2 separate regions of the Ovis aries genome follow, and region 2 is linked to region 1. Evidence: chromatin contacts called from public Hi-C data. All regions are on one chromosome and are shown on one strand. The core of a region is the stretch at or near the end of the contact, and the rest is flanking DNA. Distances in the headings are between cores, read along the strand shown.

Region 1 (6,635 bases), core at 2,382-4,881:
TTGGAGTTTGCTGTGAAGCTTTCTAGCAAAGAGTGTAGCCTGTGTGAGCTTTGTGCTGCTGAAATCAACCACATGGCCATATATGGAACACTTACTGTGTGCTGGCCCACGGAGGGAGGGCTCCGTGAGCCCTATCTCCTCTAAACGTCTTCCCTGAAGGGTGTGGGTCTCGCCCTGCTGACCCATTTTGTCTAACCGCTAACCTGTCAGCACTTGAAAACCTCCTCCTGCCCCTGCCATTGTCTGTCTTCAGCTGGGAAAGTGCATGTTTGTGGTTCCCTTCCGCACTGATTACAATGACAAGAAGACCATGAAACACTTGTCTCCCAAAGTGACTTCTTGGATCCACTGACAAAATGTTAGAAAATGGGTACAAAGCCCAAGAAACAGGACACCCAGGCTCTGTGAGCTTGGGGAGTATTACAGAATCCTATCGCAGGCCAAGAATGAGTCACAAAGAAAGCTTTTAAAATATAAAACCATCAACCTAGATTTCAATTCCAAGGAAACACATACTTGGCCATGAGGGAATGCTTGAAAAAAAAAAAAAAAATCAGGCTTAAGCCACTTGACAGGAAAATAAAACAGCCAAGGAACATTCAAATGTAATGATTTATATCCTCCCCCCCCCCCCACCAACCCACCTCACTTCCAGTGTGGGTCAGGGCGTACACAGACTGGACTTGGTCTATACCAGGGTGCCTGTCCCAGCCAGGGCTTCCATTTCACTTAATACTATTTCCCGCACACGATCCCATGCCTGGATGCAGCCGGGTTCTTACTGCACGGTGCTGCCTTCGGGTTGCTATGCCAATCTCATGGATGCTTCATGGTTTCCGTGCTCTTGGGCTCTTGGGTTGCTTGAGGTGGCTGTTCTGGGAATATGAGGGTTTTTCTTCCATTATTTATGTGAGCAAGCGCCTGTTCATTTCTCTCAAAGAAATGGAAGCTTGATTGATTTCCTAAACATAAGAACAAGATTGTCCTGCAAAAAACATTTAAGACTGACCAGGAAGGGCAACCACCATCTACTGAAACACAAGCCCAGGAGTCTGTAAAGCTTTCCCAGCAGAGGGAATGAATGAACAGCTATCCTATATAATATTTGCTCAGCACCTGATAGTTGACAAAGGTTTCCACTTAGCTCATTGGATCTTCACAATAGCCCCGGGGAGGAAGACAGGGAGCACATTACAGGGATTATTAAAACCCCACATTTTCCCCCTTCCTAACCGTTAATGGCTCTAAAGGCTTAAAGTCACTCCAGGGCGGTCAGAGAGTTTGTGGAGGATATCTCAGGTCTCTAATTCACTCATGCACAAATTTAAAAAACATTTATCCGGAGCCTAGTACCAAGTAAATGCAATGGCCGAGGGTACAAAGATGAATAAAACACTAAAAACACGGTGCCCGGCAGGAAGATCGCGTTCTAGCCTGGGGGAGAAAGCCACAAATAAACATGTCCCTGCTTTGCAAGGTGCTGAGAGGTCCAGCGAAAGGAACACGATGCCGACCACGTTTCTATCTGATGTCTTGCCTAACACCCGCTTGGTTATTTACATTGTCTATTCTCCGAAGCAGGAGTAGGGGGCTTAGCCATGAGCCTTGGGTCAGGTCTCACTGCGGGGATCGAACGCGCTGTGGATGGGGATAGGACTTGTCCCTCTTTCGGCAAACAGGCACATATGTCCCGGGGTGCCGAGCTTGCCTGGGGTCCGCACACAGGCTCCCTGAATTTCGCTCCCCGAGATAACCGGGGTCTCTGCCTTTGGAGCAGCGGCTTTCTCCCGTCGCAGCCGCCCGCTCGGAGAGGCAGGCAGCTCGCTGTCCGCGGTGACACGCGGCGGCGAGGTTTTGTCTCGCCCGGGCATCGTCCAACGTCCGCGAAAGCCCGCGAACGAGCGCCCCTTCCCTGCGCATCCGCCTAGCCCACAGTCCAGCTTCGGAAACCATAGCCCCTTCCTCCAAACCAACGCGCCAGCCCTGCTCTCTGACTCTCCCGGTTCTTATTATTTTATGCATTTGGACATTTCCCTCCCGAAGATATGTTTCTCAGTAATTTTTAGTAACACAACAGATGCACAGAAACGTTCTCCTTTAGAAAACAAAATTATATGTATATATTTGTATGTATGTATGTATAGGGTGCCTCCAGCGACACGGCGAAACCCGGCGAGACCCTCGCCCTGCGCCCCGCGGGTGCTGCTGACATTCGCGCGCGGGTCTCCGCGCCGGCCCGGCTGCCGCCCTTTGTGAGCGCGGACACCGGCTTTGTGTTTCCCGTGTTTGCTATCTTTCCTTTGCAAACTCGGCGCTTAGCACGGGGGAGACGCTAGGAAAATGCACGTGTGTGTGTAAAGTTTGTTTCATGCAGAAACAATTGCAGGGATCGGGCCGTTCCCGGGTGCCGGGCGATTTTCCTTTGTTAAGACCACACTCTCGAGTGCGGCTCGGCGGCCCCACGGTGGTCCCCGCTCGCCCCGGGAAAAGGAACCCGGTGCCGCCCCAGCCCCGAGCCCCTTGGGAGGCGCGGTTGCCCGACTCCACGACCCCGACCCACTCGGGTCCGCACGCCCGGCCCAAGCTGTTTCTGGCTCGGGCTTCGGCCTCTGGGCGCTGGGCTGGGGGGGGCGGGGGGGACGGGGAGGTGACCTCGTGCGGCCAGTAGGGTGGCCTCCTACGGCCCGTGGCGTGGGCCGGGGCAGGACACCCCTCAGGACTCGGGCCTCGCTCGTGGGGCGATCACCTGGCCCCCTGCTTGCCGCGCTCGGGCTCGGGCGACTCGATTCCAATGCGCCCCGGCTCAGCCTCTGCCCAAATTCCGCCAACCCGAGTCCGCAACCAAGTGCTGGGGTGGCGGGGGGCTTCCCGACCCCATTCCAGGGCGGGAAAGCGGCCTAGGGGTGTGGGGCGCGCGGGCCCACTAGGCAGGGAGAAGTGGTTGGGGGCGGGGGGCTGTCAAAGTTTCGGGAACTTTTCCACTTGAGATTGTACAACCCTGCAGTGCCCCCTACAGAACGCGGCAGCCGGGCAGGTCCCCACGACCCCCCGACTGCGGGCGGCGGCACGGCCCAGGCGGCCTGCAGCTCTAGCTGGAGCTTTTGCTTTTTTTTTTTTTTTTCCTCTCCTGCTTGTTTTCCTGATACTTTTTTTTTTTTTTTCAGATTTGGGGGAACAAAAAAAAAAAGCGAGCGCGAGCCGCCGCCTGCAGTGGAGCGTGCTCGGCCTCCAAGAGGCAGTCGTCTCCAACTTTTCCTCTCCCGCCCCAACTCCGCGCGTCTCAAACTTCGGTTCTGCTGGAGCCCAAATCTGCCTGCCTCTCGACTCCACTCTAATAAGCGCGCCAAGGCCCCTGGCAGTTGTTTGTAACGTGAGGGCCACGTTCTCGAGGCTCAGGCCAGCCCGAAGGCCCACTCTCAGCGCCTGGGCCCAGTTGGCAAGGGGGAACCTAGCGTCCCGGCTGCACCCCGGGAGAGGGCGGAGCGCTCCCATGACCCGGGGCAGGGGGGTAGGGATCTCCCGCGCCCGGAACGTTGCGAGCAAGGCTTGTGAACGTCGCAGGGGGGCACTCTCGAGAGACGGACAGGAAGAGGGCCAGGGGGGAACGCCAGAACCCGGGACCCAGAGCACGGAAACGGCCCTGGGGCTGAGCAGCAGTCAGATCCGGGGATGGAGGGAGCCGAAGAAGAGGAGTGAGGAGGCCGTGGAGGCAGGCTCTGCTGCCCTCCTGGAGGCCGGCAGCCTGCTGTGGCAGTGGAGGACCAGGCCACCCATAAAGGGAAGGGGTCAGGAGGTCGGGGCCCCGGCCTTAGAGGGCTCAGACCAGGCCCCAGCAGGAAGCAGCAGGCGTTCAGGGCCCAGGCCTGGTTCGATTGTCCAAAAAGGGGCCTCAAGCAGGCCTCTCAGGCCTCTGGAGGGCAAACTGAGCCAGAGGCAGGCCTGAAAGCACGGCCCAGACGCGTGTGAGCCAAGTTAGACATGAGGCTCGGGCCCTAGGGGGTGTGAGAGACTGATGTGGTAGGGGGCTTCCGAGTCTTCCAGTCCAAAGCCGGATTGGCCAGTTAGACGCTTGTAGATCCAAGGTTGGATTGGGGAGGGGTCTCTGGGAAGTTGGCTAGCAACGCAAGGATTGGGGGGATTTGAGTGCTTAGAGATCGAAGGCAGGCCCTGGGTAGGGGGAGTCAGACAATTGGAAAGCCGAGGTGTTAGCTGGGGAGGGGTCTTTGCGCTTGGAGGAAGCACAGAGCAGCACCTGCTCGGCTGCAGGCCTGAGAAGGGAACCAGGCCAGGCCAAGAGAAAGAAAGTGAATAAACCTGGATTCTTAAGTGGGCGGGGGGCCCCTGAGCTGGGGGTCACAAAGGGTGAGACATGGCCACGAGGCGTTTAACCGACGCTTTCTTGTTGTTGCGGAATAATTCCATCCAAAACCGGCAGCTGTTAGCCGAGCAAGTGAGTAGTCACACCACCTCCAGCCCTCTGCATTCACGTAGCATTGCTGCGGTGAGTCTCCAGGCGGCCTCTCCGACACACGCCCTGTGTGCACTGCGGCTCTGCCTGTCTGTCTGTCTGTGTCTGTCTCTCTGTTTAAAAAAGAAAATAAGACTAGCATGGAAGTGCGGGGTCTATTGGCTGGGGTCCGCGAGCTTCGATAACCCTGGCTGGGGAAGAAGCATCTAGATCCTGCTCCACCTCTGCCTTGCACGCTCTCTTCACTTCCGCATCCCTCTCCGTCCTCCCCCTTCCACCCCCCCGGTTGTCCCCGCGCGACCGGCGCCTTCAATTTACATATGTTTTAGCACTGAGATTTGGAGGCTTTTTTTCCTGAAGCCTTTTTGTTCCGTTTTGTTTTAAGCGCCCCCCTCCTTCCCCCGTCCGCCCCCGCAGACAGCCTCACTTTGGTTCTGATGGTCGGTTTGCAGGCTGGCAGATCCAAATCCTTGCAAATGAACGATGCCTTCCTCGCTAGAGAGGAAGGAGTTGGGTGTTTTTTTTTTGGGGGGGGGGGTGTTCTTTTTTTTTAAATGGTCTCGAAGCCCTCTGTGTGCCCGTGTTCCCTGTGAATAATTGCTTTGCTGTTTTTCATGGGGGTTCTTGTTTGTGAGGCTGTAAGGTGCTTGCTTCTTCGTTTTCTATTTCCCAGACAGGAAATAAAGCTCTTTCTTCCATAGGAACTTTTTAATTCGAACGTGATGTGTATGTGAAAATTAACCCCCCAAATAGCCCACGATTTTGATTTAATTAACCTGAACCTTTCTTTAGCCCAGCTGTAGAATCTCTTAGAGGGAGGGCCTGGAAGGATGACTGTTGTTTTCCTGTTTGTTTATGATGAAGGGCTACTTTCCCGTCCAAACCTCAGTCTCTTGCTCTGTTGAACAAGGAAATGGGTGCAGATGGTCTAAACAAGAGGGTGATGATGAGCTCTGGGTAGCCTAAATTGAAAAGTTATGAAACTAATTTGTAAGGGGGGGGCTCCTGGCTGTAGACAGGTTGGGTTTGAATAGAAGCAGCATTGGGGGGAGAGTAAAATCACCCCAAGACTAGATTCTTGGGGTTTATGCTTGACAATAAGCAGTTTGGGGGCTCTCACACTTACTTCACCTGTTAGGGACTATATTCCTTTTAAATTTTTTATGACTTGATCTAAATGCTTCACAAAAAAATTGGCCATCTGTCTTGATTATTGACAGAACACCTACAAAAACAGTGTCTCCTTTTTGTTAATCACAAAAGGAAAATGTATTTGTCCATCTTGCTTACGTAAAAAAGCTATTGTAAACTGTGTGAACAGCTTTAGGAATAAAATCACGGTAAACTTAAATCAAAAAGCATAGAAATCAGGGACCCACCGAGTGTGTGTAGGTTTTCAGTTACTTGAGAATTTGAAGATTTTTTTACATTTGTAAACTGAAAAAAAAAAAAGGTATTATACTGAAGTAAGTGCAAAATTGAAAACAGGCTAATTCCAGCACTAATTTTGAAAAGAATGTTCTGAAATAAACTAAGAAGTAGAGAGTAGAAATTCAGTGGGGGAAAAAAAATCCTCAGTGGAACCTTAATTTTGCTAAGATGTAAAAATTGCATGTTCCTCAAATGGATTTTATGCTACCTTGTAGAAAGGAAAAAAAAACAGAACTTAAACTCATGTTAATATTTCTAAAATATTTTTAACTGATTTAAAAACATGTTTGCTTTAAAATTTTTTATCATATAAGGTTCAAAATACAGTACACCATAGGATAATGTGAGGCTTTTTTGTTGTCGTTGTTAACCATTTGGTCAGACAGTTTAAAAACCTGATGTCCGAGTCGGCAGCTTTTTAAAAATGCATCTCTAGGTAAAACCTATTTTTTAAATGGATTTCTTAGGCAATTTTAAATATATATATAAACTAAGTCATATAATTTAAAATATATAGTTCGTGTGTACAAGTTAGAAAAATAGACATGTCAGAAAATGTACAGGTATATTTAGCTAACTCATACATTTTCTTGAAAATAGATTTCTAAGTCAAACTAAAAATACATACCTAATTCAGAACACTAAAAAATATTTTCTACATAATATACCATTGAAAATGTTATATATATTGGTTTGACTATTTAAAATCTTTATCAGATGCTTTTAAGAATCAGAT
Region 2 (6,684 bases), core at 646-3,145, 380 kb before region 1:
GGGCAGGGATGGGACCTGGCATGGACACTTCACTTGGCCCTTCTCTTGGCTGGTGCTGGACCTTGTTCACAGAGTTAAGCTGGGCAGCTCTCCGTGTAGCTGATAATCCCTGAACTTGAGCTGCAGGAAGAGAAGTTTTGAGAATTTTAATAACTGGATTTGGCTTTACAATAAGTAAATGCAAACGCGCTACACAAGCACAGCATCCCCACCCTGCCCCCTGGCCCCCGCACGAGCTCTCGCCGAGATGCTGAAGCTTACAGACATTAACTTTAGTCCAGCTAAACACCAGCCATGCACAGAGCATCAAACCTGAAGCCAAAAAGCCTCAATTGGGAAAATCAGAGTTTAACTTCATCGTCTTTCACAGAAAGATAACACAGTGTCCTGAACACTGCTGTCCGGGAGGCCCAGAAGCACAGTGGGCAGGGGTCCCCCATTTATAAAGTGGACAGCTACTGGCCCTGCCACACACACAGGCACATGCAAGAGCTGAGGCGATCTTCATGGGTGAGTGAAGACCTTGCTCCTGAGCCCCCAGGGCTACTCGCTCTTTCTGTCCATGACTTGACAACCTGAGGCTCTCCTAACAGTGAAGATGACATATTTCATATGCCTTTCTATAAAAACCAGCTCATGTTCCCAAGGCCCCGGCTCCACACACACAGCACTCCCTGCATCCTGTTTCCCCCCAGTCAAATCCCAGAGAGTCACTGAAATATTTGGAGCTTGTAAAGACCACACCCTGCCGTGGCTAGGGCACAAATCCCCAACGTGGGGTTTCTTTCTGAATCTTTGGGGGTCCCAGATCCCTTTGAGCACTGATGAAAGTTGTGGGTCCTTTCTCACAAAGAGATTACGTCCACATCTGCACGGAGGATTTCACAAATGCTTTGAAGAAACTGGAGGAAACCTCTGAACTCATCCCTGACTTCTCGAGATGATAGAGTCCTGGCCATTGCCTAAAGCCCGCCTCACATGTCAGCTGCTCTGCCAGGTCTTCTCCCAGACCTTTCCTCTGCCTCCAGGAGGGATGGCTTCCTGGCCTGTGCACCCACCCCTGCCCCAGCCCCTGACATTCCCTATGCAGGGGATTGTTTCCACAATCCCCTCAACCAGGCCATAAGGGCCTCGTGTTTCTGTTTGTCATCACTGGCTCAGCACCCAGTCCAGGTCCAGGCACTGAATAACTCAGCTTTAGAAATGCATTTTCCAAAAACAGACCTTTGTCTATAACTATTAGGAGCGATATGTTACATGTGCTTGATCCTTCAGCAAACGCTGAGTTAATTTCCTTTATGAATTTAAAGACACAGAATAATCACAGGGCTAACTGGATTTTCACATTTCCTTTCCCGAAAGGCTTCACAAATCTTTGCCTGGCAACAGCAGCAAGTGTTGTTTTTTTTTTTTTTTTTCCAGTTTCCCCAACTCAGGGAAGAATACAAATCTAGCCGTGTTTAGAGAAAGAAGAGGCGTGATGATGGATATGGACCGCAGGGCCTGGCTCCCAGATCAGACACTCTGTGGGAACACTAGTCACAGCATGAAAAATACCCCAGAGAAGAAGTTGTACTTTTCCTGGCTGCACAAAGGCAAACATCTTCAGCTTTAGGTGAGGGCTGAGTTAACAGGCTCTGAAAGGAGCACTGTCCTTAGCTGTTCATAAGTAGAAAGGGCATTGTCACACAGGAAGTGACAGAACCGGGTCCAAGGAGCTAATGAAATTTCCACTGCTTAGGACGTGCCTGAGAACTGCTCGATTTTACCTGAAAGCCGGCTCCAGTTTTGCACGCATGGCTGAAAAGCAAGGAGGTGAAACCCCTGCTGGGACCTGCTCAGTGGGATCCCCGGGGTGACGGCAGTGGGGAAAGACTGAGCCAGGCTCCCCCTGCGCACACACCCCCCCGGGGGGCGGACACAGGGGAGCGCACATACAGAGAAAGATGCTGTTTTCTCTCATCACAATGGACAACAGTTATCTTGAATGCCTGGATCGTCCATCATGTGCTCTTGCAAGCTATCCAGAACTCTCTGGATCCTGCTCCTGGTCACATAGCCCCCGTGCATGGCCCCAGGTGAAATCCTACCTTCCTCCCGTGGCCAGCCTCACTCAGCAGCAGCTCTAAGTCCTTGCTTGTGTCAGGGAGAGGAGTTTGCCAACAAAGGAAATTATTGAAAGCATCCTCAGGACACTCTGTGTGGGGCCAGGAATCTGGTCGAGGATGGCCGTGGATGGGGAGGTCGTTAACACTGGAGAGCTTCGTGGCCTCTGAGGGAAGCCTGGTCAGCTCGGCTCCAGCCAAGAGAGTTCTCCACCAGGCCACCAGAGGAGCTACTGACACGTGGGAAGGTGCTGGTGTCTGTGGACGGGCACAGACAGAGTGCCCAGAGTTCTCTGGGCAGAGCTGGCTCTGTCTGGCCTGGCTGTGCTGAACTAGGTTAAATTGAGGGAAGCAAGTTTTTAGCGCCATACAACAGACTGGAGATCGAGGGCATGAGGAGAAGGGGGTGACAGAGGATGAGATGGTTGGATGGCAGCATCGACTTAATGGGCCTGAGTTTAAGCAAGCTCCAGGAGATAGTGAGGGACAGGGAAGCCTGGTGCGCTGCAGTCCATGGGGTCAAAAGAACTGGACACAACTGAGCAACTGAACAATAAACAACAACAACAGACGGGAAGGAAAATGGGAAAAGGTGAGGCCCACGTCCTCGCAAGCCAGTCCTCCCGTCTACCTGGAGACCCAACCTCTCAGGTCTCCTGGGGCCAGAAGATACTAACCTCACAGGGGACGAGAGGCCCAGTCAGTACCCTCGGATCCGCTGGGGGGTACTTTGTGCACTGAAAAAGGCACAGGAAGGTGCAGCCAATCCCTCCACCGTGCCCAAGTGGTGCATGAGCCCTGGCTTCGGTGCGCTGGCACCCCTTGGCATGGCAAGACTTCTTGCACGTACTGCTCATCAGTCCCTCCACCAGGGGGCAGGCGTTAGAAAATAAAAGGTGCTGGACCTGGTAAGACCTGGCTACTCGCGAGCCAGTTGGAAAGTCTTGATGAGGAAGATGTGGTGCCCCAGGTCTGACCTTCAACAAGAACTCAAGTGAATTTTGGTGAAGAAAGGTGGAGGGAAGGATCCACCACCCTTATAGAGCATCCATACCACCTGAGATGTGAATTACCTCCTCTCACACTGCTGAGTAACATGAACCATCTCGAATGATCTGCTTAGGGTGTACCTGTCATCTTCAGAGGGAAGACAAAAAAAAACAAAACCCAAGATCAATCACTAGAACATACAAGAAACACAGTGTAGGGCCAACGAACAGTGGGTCAGGAACGTCACCTTCATGTGCGTGTAAAATCCTATGGCACAAAAATCTATTTGGGAGACTTCACATTTTCCCTGTGTGAATTGTCCAAAGAACTTCATTAATCAAATGGTAAAAGAAAATTTTCTTTATAGGTTATTTAATCACTACTCTCAATGAATATTTTATCTAAATTTAGGAGACAGTAGCTTCATTATTTATAACCCAGTAGTCATGTTTCAAAATCATTATTGCAATTACTTTTTGCTTCTTTACATAATTAAAGCTCTAATATTCCATCTTGCCCAGAAGGTCACTGTTACTAAAACTCCAGACGAGATAATTGCTAGAATTTTAGGTGGACGCTTGAGGTGAAGCGGAGACCCTGATAATTATCCAGCTGAAACTCACCAGGCGGAGGCTGAGTCTCCACAGCCACCTGCACCCGGTAGCCCAGGCTGATGTCCGAGTCCAAACCCAGAGCCAGTGGTCAGATGTTCAAAGTACCATCTTCCTGAATATAAAGGCCAGCCCTGGAGGGGTTGGCAAAGGTGGAGATGAAGGGGCCCAGGGACTGGAAGGCAGCCTGGAGCACCTGCAACCAGAGAGAAGGGCTCAGTGGGTACGGGGTCTGATTCACTTGATTCCAGGTGGGACAGATGGCTGACCACCAGACAACTTGCTGTCCACCTAATCATGTCTCAGCAGTTGTATTGCTTTCTAAAAGCAGTCCCTGAGTTTCAAATAAACTATTTTTCAATAGAAAATCAGGAAAACTGTAGTACCATCATGTAGTTTGTATGCTTCCAGAATATTAAGTCCATATCAAATAATTCCAGACTTTGTAAAGCATGTGAACAGTGCTTATTAATCACTGTGGGCATGTTTATGACTGTAACAGAAAAGGTAACTTGGCAGTTACAGTTTTCTCCTCCTCATTTTCATTTCTGGAATATCTGTTTGCGACCAATGCTCCAGGCTTCTGAGATTTCAGGTGCCCTAATAATCCTCACAAAGTCTAAGTAAGCTGGTCCATTACTGGAAAAACACAGGACACAGAGACAAGTCCGGAGGGCACGCTAAGGCCACAGAGTGGCCACGCTCACCCATCGGCAGGGGTCACTGATCAGCGTGATGAAAAGGGGCCAGAGTCTGGCCCTGCAGACCTCAGGGGACATGTCATGGGCCACGGCCAGGAAGCACTCAGCACAGGCTTTCCGCATCCCCTACACGCTGTCCGTGCAGAGCTCAAAACACTTCGGGAGCTACCAAAGCAAACAGAACCGTGCTGCTCTGAGCCATCCTGAGCAAGGGCGGGCTTCACTCAGTGATGCCGTGGAGGCAGAGCCATAAGTTAAGGGTGCAAGAAAGGGAACCAGATGTGAGTCCAAAAGGAAGCATCTGAAACAAACAGAAATAATGAGAGGTAACTTCCTTTACCCCTTAATCCTAGCAAATGACCGGGTTAAATCCAACAAGATAAATACAGAAAACCTCCCAAAGGCTGAATGACTGGTATCTGTTATGTGAATTGTAGAGAAGAATTGTGGATGACTTTGAAATTCTGGAATCCCCAAGCAGCATACCGACTAAGGTAAGATGGTCTTTGGGGATGTTTTAGTCATAAGTAAAAGTGTTAGTCGCTCAGTCATGTCCGACTCCTTGCAACCCCATGGCTCCTCTGTCCATGGAATTCTACAGGCAAGAATACTGGAGTGGGTTGCCATTCCCTTCTCCAGGGGATCTTCCCCACCCAAGGATCAAACCCAAGTTTACCTCCATTGCAGGCAGACTTTTTTTTTTTTTTAATGTCTGAGCACAGTCTCCCTTTTAGTCATAGAGGGCAGACTGTTAAAACCTGATAGTAACGCAAACTGTTCCTGCTCATAGAAGGCAAGCTGGGAGCCATAGAAGGCAAGCTGGGAGCGATGGAACGCAATAGGTTATCATCACCCTGGATATGGATGGGGGTGAGTCAATTTACAAGCTCACATCAGTCCTCCTCAGAGTGACTGTGAATATATGGCACTTCAGTTAAGCTAGTTGCTGGATCTTACTGGTTCCTTCACTAATCGATGCATTCAATAAATGCTCTGACCTGTGTTCATCTTATATCTGTATGGCGGTCATGATTATGACCTCTTTTTAAATTTACCCTTTAAAAATAAGACTTTGTTTTTAATATCCTTAGGTAAAATAATTAGCCAAAATGCTTCACAAATAGAAACATATGATTGTGGAAATATCCACTTACAGAAGAATTAGTATGTTGGTCACTGCTCTTTTCCTGTCTGCTATAGGAGATAACGTTGTGTGTTTGTGGCAACAGCCCACTAAAAATTATTTCAGAATTATGCTGAATGGCTACAGTTTAAATAGAACAAAATGAGCTTCTAAACTTAAATTTTAAAATCAACTTAAAGATGATACTTTTTGAGGTTAATTCAAACCATACAGGTATTACACCCTGTCACATAAAAGTGGCAAGTGCTTACTCAGCATAGTTCTCTGGGGCCCTGGTGCTCGGCGGGCAGTGGAGAAACAGACCACCATGACTAGGTGAAGGTCCCCCATCAGTAACACTGTAAAGAGGCGTGAGAGGGACACACAAGTGTGAGGGACATATCCTGAATAGAATGCTAAGAAGGGAAAAACTAATTCTGACATAGCAGCAGGTGAGTCCAGACAGGGAAAAAGCAAGCACACCTGCAAGCTGGGTGTGAACTGTGAGCAGGGTCCCCCCAGGCAGGGAAGCCTCTGGAAGGAAGTGGGTAGTAATGAGCAGGGACGTGGGGGAGAGAGGCGGTATGCAAGAGCAGAAAGCCTTGAGGCCCTGAAACGCCCCCCAGCCAAAGGGTGACATGGTTCTCCACCCTGTTGTGGCAAGAATCACCAGGGACTTTATCAAAAATACCTCCTCTTTCACCTTCCCCGTGATTCACATGCATGACCAATGGTTAGAGCAGCAATCAGACCCAAGGGAGGTGACGGAGGTGAAACAGGAAAGGCACCTGTGAAGGGACCGGGGCAGGGAGGGAGGAAATGGGAGTCTGGATTTTAATCTGTAAACCAAGAAAAGTCCCACCGGTACTGAAGCCCAGCAGTGAGGTGGTGGAACAGTGTTATAGAAAGAGCAGTCACGAGGGAACAGAGTGGGTGGCTTAGACAGCAAGAAGAGACTGGGGGAAGTGACCAGTGAGGAAGCTACAGCAGGAGCCCCCAGGAAAGAGGCGGGGGCTGCTCTGCTCAACCCTGCAACCAGCCACCCGGTGCTTAAAAGAAACCTCAGCTCCTGGAGTCAAGAAACCTGAAACTGATGAATGCAAAATTGAGCTGCCATTCCAAAGCAACAGACTCATTAAGACGAAACTTTACCA

Evidence for each region. Hi-C and Micro-C count contacts between places; a contact is called where the count stands out from the background.
Region 2: a contact with region 1 is called in a Hi-C map of hypothalamus, with 4 times the contacts expected there. The contact joins the enhancer-like site here to the promoter of STX16 in region 1. A contact is called at or near these places in 4 of 16 Hi-C or Micro-C datasets (hypothalamus, liver, muscle and 1 more).

What each region holds. Positions count from the first base shown.
Region 1 is chr13:57,404,433-57,411,067 of ARS-UI_Ramb_v3.0, reverse strand. STX16 (syntaxin 16) reads left to right here and starts at 3,631. Exons shown (of 8, transcript XM_004014438.5): 1 at 3,631-4,450. The coding sequence starts at 4,370.
Region 2 is chr13:57,780,747-57,787,430 of ARS-UI_Ramb_v3.0, reverse strand. No RefSeq gene overlaps it. Among named protein-coding and RNA genes, the nearest start is that of ANKRD60, 19 kb to the left of the region's middle. Within about 2 kb of position 1,895, at least 4 of the 54 cell types and tissues checked have an H3K27ac peak or open chromatin away from gene starts, as enhancers often do. A contact at or near this core is called in hypothalamus, where this site is marked.